Linked DNA regions of Danio rerio: region 1 is linked to region 2. A link is a contact called in public HiCAR-type data. All regions are on one chromosome and are shown on one strand. Each heading gives the region's core, a stretch centred on a gene start, on an enhancer-like site or on the middle of the called end of the contact. The rest is flanking DNA. Distances are from core to core; before and after follow the strand shown.

Region 1 (2,700 bases), core at 13-2,512, 340 kb before region 2:
GTCGAAAAATGTTTAGCTTAAAGGGGCTAATAATTTTGACCTCAAAATCTTTTTTAAAAAAATTAAAAACTGCTTTTATTCTAGCCGAAATAAAACAAATAAGACTTTCTCCAGAAGAAAAAATATTATCAGACATACTGTGAAAATTCACTACTGACCTACTGTATTGTCGTTAAATAGAGAAAACATTTACAATTAACTTTTATTCTAAATCTTAAACCTTATTTTTGATATAATAAACCTATAAAAAGGCTTGAAGCACCGCGAAAGGCCCATATTAAAATTAATTTGAAAGCTAAATTGGCTATTTTTGTTATCCATGAATTTTCAAATAAAATCTAAAATTATGAAGCTCTATATTATTATTATTCTGTTTTAATTTTTTATTATTCAAGTGGCCAAATTTTGAATGAGGAAAGTTAAAGCTCCACTTTTGAGAAAAAGAACCACCCCATTTCATCATGCTGACTATGGGCTTGACATATATATATATATATATGTCATAAATATATATATATATATATATACATAAATATATATATATATATATATATTTAAGACATTAATGTGATAGTTGACCCAAAAATAAAAAAATCTGTCTCTTCCATCTTTTACTACTCGATGACTCTTTACTTGCTTGTTCAAACCTTTCGGTAAATAACATTAGGTCATTACTGAGGCTGAAAAAATTGTTATGTTGCTATATATGAATATTGCTATATTATGTCTATATAACTGTAGAAATAACTTTCAATAATAATTTTAATTAAATCAAAAGCCCTGTCATTAATTATCTAATTACATAAATGAGTACAACACAGTACAAAATGTCTTGTCTTGCTTTAGATGAAGACTTGTTGACATTTTCTTAATCATCTACTCTTTCTTTTCTTTACTCTTTGGCGCTTTCTCAAATGACTTACATTGGCAGTTGAATGTTTGTAGTGTACAGTTTCTAATGTGCACGGAAATCACCAAGTAACTCATAGTTTCGCAAACAAAAATGCGCACAGTAACAACACGGTCAGCATCGGCAGCTGCGCAATGGCTCACCACATAGTTCACGTACGTGCGGGACAGACAAACTTGCTATGATCATTTCTTTCACCCACGTTTTCAGTTGGGTAATTTTAGGGGGTTTACGGCAGAACGAATTATGATAGGATGGGGGGTTCCAATGCGGTGTTCTGATTGGCTGCTGGGTTCTGCGATCATGTGGGCCGTTGAGTTTAGTAGGCGCTGCTGTGAAACCGGCAATTCGCCACACGCGCTGCTGCCAGTGTCTCAGCTAAAAGCTTCACAGCTACCGGCGCAGGAGGTGCTTCACCTAAATCACGTCAAACTCTTCCCAAAAACACATTACTGATTCCCTTTCGGTAAGTTCACTTTAGCTTTTTAAGTTAAATATGTTCTACAGTTTATTTTTCACTACATCTTTTTTGTTCTTGTGCGTTGCGTACTGCTTTCTGTTAGCTCCTGCGCAGCTAATAGCCATGTGCTTAAAGTATGTGATTAATCTAATATAGAGGTATAGTTCCGGTAGTTTTTGTATAAAAAATATTTCATATTATGAATGCTATGATTATTTCAGACGATTAAAAGGTCAAATCCGCCTTAGGTCGCTGGCTGGGTCTTTTTGTTAGTCGACGCTGTGAGGATTAGCTTTAGCTGCATTTGCTTGACCACCAGCCGACATTTCCGACAAAGAGGGAGCACACGTTCACGGTGTCGTTAGGGTGTGTTACGCTTCTTCTGATGTTTAAGATCAGTTTAACAAAATTTCTGCGTATTGTGTTGTCATTCGATATATATTACGATCGTGTAACATTAATTGAAGTCAGCGCGGTAACGTTACTGGGCACGTGCCTGATTCATGAATGGCGAATGAAGAATTCTAGGACGTGGATTAAATTGTGACCTTGATCAAGTAGTTTTCGTTAACCTTTCGAAAACGAAAGAAATATTGATTATCTCTTAGGTACGGGGCTCAAGATGGCAACGCGTCGCTGTTGTCCAGGCCTACTTGGCTCAACCTTACAATGAATTCATCAGATTGAAACAGTTTTCCAATAGGAATAATTTCCCACCCTTCACTAGGAGTTAAAACATCTAATTGAACTGCTGTTCTTTTAGGGCGCGACGGAAATGTATAGACGCTGTTGTTAAACGTCCTCATTGCGTCTAACGTTACGTCTTCATGAGCTTAACAAAGGGATTTGTTTCGGTTTCAACAAGCGGCCTGTCCCGATTTCCTTCATCAAATATCGTTTATAGCGGTTGATATTCAAATGAGTTCCGTCAGGAATGGGAGTTGCCTCTATCAGGATTTTCAAATCCAGATAACGTTAGCTTTCCTCTGAAGGACGCATAAGGAGATGTCGCAGGGCAGTTCCTTTTGTGGTCCTCAAGAAGCAACCATGTGTCTTTGGAACCACATAAGGGTGAAGAAACAGTGGAGGTGCTTTTTTTATAATAAGTCATTTTTGTTTTAGTTGAAACCAGTTGACCAAAGAAATGGTGATGGAGAAGCCAAGTGCCCAGCTTGTCGGGCGAGAGTTTGTCCGACAGTATTACACCCTGCTGAACCAGGCTCCTGACTACCTGCACAGGTGACTTGCCCTTTGTTAACGTATAACATTCCTTTTTTTGGTAGTTTATATTGCAGTAAAGCTAAACTTTGCTGTTGTCTTAAGGTTTTAT
Region 2 (2,701 bases), core at 124-2,623:
CTACAAGTGAGTTAATGATAAGTCACAATGGGCCAAATAGTCAAACAAAACATTAAACCAGATTTTCTGCTATTTTGACTCTACCAAAATAGTGTGTAGTATGAATGAGGCAACAAATTAATTGTCATTTTACTTGAAAACTATTTTTTTTATGTTTTTATATATTTATGGATGATTGAATCTGTGAAGCTAGTGTCTTCTTTAAATTTTACACTATCTGTATATCCTACAATTAAGTCAGTTAAATATTTTTCCACCCAACCTTAAGGCAAATTATTACCCTTGTTGTGTACACTATATTGGGGTAAGATTTATGGTTTTATGACATTTGTGTTTTTTTTTTTTTTAAATGGCTGTCTACCATAAAGTTGTACCTTAGTTTTATATATTTACATTTAAATTTAATTATTTAGCATGGATAAATACTATGTTTTTCCTAATACTCCACATGCATATGTTGTAAATTTGTTTAAGTTACCTTAAATTGCTATTTCTATCTGTTCATTTATTATTTTGACTTGAAGAAGCCCAATTTGGATGTCAATTTTTGTGTGTAGATTACAGATTATATGTCATAGGGTTCATATTGTGTCCGGAACACAAAGCTTGTGCCAAAATAAACATGTAAATCAATGATATTTTTCAAAAAGTTAAACAACTGAGCGTTTCGGGCAGTTTTGAAGTTGAACATTAGGCTATAAAATAGAATTAGCTGTATAATCAGTCACAATAATTTCAGAAAGTTTCTAAATCGCCTGAATTCAGTCAAAATCAGAATTGACTAAGCAGCATGTTGTGCATTAGACATAATTTAAGACATATGATTTGAGTTTACATTCGTTTTTTACAGCACTTCTTATAACTCTATCTGTGTCCTTAAGTTTAAAACATCACAACACACTGGAAGTAACTTTCCATGAACTTAAGCATGATATTTACAGAACGTTTGTTTACATCTAAACCTATAGATAACGTTTCATGTCAAGGATGTGCCATTGGACTGTAAATATTTATCAAAAGCAGCATTTAAGAATAACAGAAACATAATTTTCAATAAATCCTTGTGAAAAAACTAATTCCTTTTTTATGTTCAGTCGATCTGTTTAAGACGCCAAATGCCACGCATTCCTCAACATATAGAAGAACTCAGCAGCCACGTTTCAAGTCACATGATAGAGAATGGCGTAATTTACCCGTATACTCCACAATAACGGAAAATATGTCTGAGCATATTGTTTTAATCAAGTCATAATGACTGTTTGCTGGTGGACAAATCTATTTTCGTATCTCTGCAACGCCCCCTTATACTCCCCCCTCGCCGATTTAAAATGCTGGGATGGAGCTGAAGTTTTACCTCAGCTTTTATAGATCTGACGAACTCTTAAATAAAGCTTAAGGATGTTTGGCTTGAACTTTTAAATCAATGCATCAATGCCGACGCCTATGTGGAAATCTCCCGTGTAAATTCACTCAGTTGTACAATGACAGTCTTTCAGTTGGATGATTTTTTAGCAGGGTGGATTGGAGGTGAGCTTTATTTTGATTCCTGTTTTGTAAAACGTGTCGTGTTTGACAATACGAACTAAAAAAACGTACATTTTCGTAAAGTTTATCAAATAGCCCATATTTTATGCATCTTCATGAAGCACTTTATCTTGTTTGTTTGTTTGTCTGTTTTTGGTTGTAAACCAAACAACTGCTTTAAAGCGATATAACTCTACCTATTGCATATGCTAGTTCTGCAAACTACAGCGAAATGAGAGACTTTAAAGAATAAAAAATGATTTGGAAAACGTTTTATGGAGAGATGGCAACAAGCCGCGGGAGGGGCGTCTTTTGTCTTGTTTATGTTGATCAAGGTTTTTTGTGTGTGTGATGTGCTGTTGGAAGAACTATTTTCTTAAAGTTTCAAGAAAACGTACAAAATTGTTTTTTTTAAATGAATTTGTTGTCACGTCGTCGTTAAAATCAGTTAAGATAACTTTACAAAGTGTTTCAACTATTGTTCGCCTTTGTGCAAACAACGCAACAACGCTGGTTTCACGGGTTTATAATGAAGACTTGTTTTGGTGTAAAACGGATTTTAGTCTCCAATGAAAAGAGAAATGTTTTTTTTTTTTGAAAAGCTCTAATGTGCATGTTCACCCACCATGAAATGTTCATAACAATGCAACTTATTCATGAAAATGGACACAGTGTTCTGCTAGAAGAGCCTCCTACTAAACTATGTGATGCAGAATCTATCATCGTCTTCAGCTGCAAAAATGTTTTTTTTTCAGGAGCATCCAGTGTGATCGTAGGTCATCCACTTGACACAGTCAAGGTAAGAAAAATCCTTCTTTATATATATATATATATATATATATATATATATATATATATATATATATATATATATATATATATATATATATATATATAATATTAGATATACATGTATTACATGTTTATAATTTAAAAAAATATATTTATATTTAAACATGTATTGTTTAGGATGAATTTATTATAAATAAAAGGGGAAAAATTAATGGGGAAAAAATAAATTCTGCTCTTTTACAGACTCGCTTACAAGCTGGCAAAGGATACAAGAATACTTTCCACTGTGTTGTCACAATCTACAAAAAGGAAAATGTAAGGTTTTATAACCTTTTGTGGTAGGTGTATCACAATTACTCCAGGCCACAGACCGTTGAACTGATTG

Evidence for each region. HiCAR-type assays count read pairs that join an accessible place to other places.
Region 1: a contact with region 2 is called in a HiCAR-type map of caudal fin, with 4 times the contacts expected there. The contact joins the promoter of g3bp1 here to the promoter of slc25a48 in region 2. A contact is called at or near these places in 1 of 18 Hi-C or Micro-C datasets (hematopoietic stem cells) and 2 of 4 datasets of contacts at active chromatin or transcription factors (caudal fin and embryo).

The regions. Positions count from the first base shown.
Region 1 is chr14:30,208,149-30,210,848 of GRCz12tu, reverse strand. It overlaps g3bp1 (GTPase activating protein (SH3 domain) binding protein 1), which reads left to right and starts at 1,262. Exons shown (of 12, transcript NM_199956.1): 1 at 1,262-1,376; 2 at 2,493-2,609; 3 at 2,694-2,700. The coding sequence starts at 2,515. LOC141377524 (a long non-coding RNA gene) reads right to left here and starts at 1,054. Exons shown (of 2, transcript XR_012389767.1): 1 at 924-1,054.
Region 2 is chr14:29,871,479-29,874,179 of GRCz12tu, reverse strand. It overlaps slc25a48 (solute carrier family 25 member 48), which reads left to right and starts at 1,373. Exons shown (of 7, transcript NM_001002367.1): 1 at 1,373-1,527; 2 at 2,280-2,323; 3 at 2,560-2,631. The coding sequence starts at 1,482.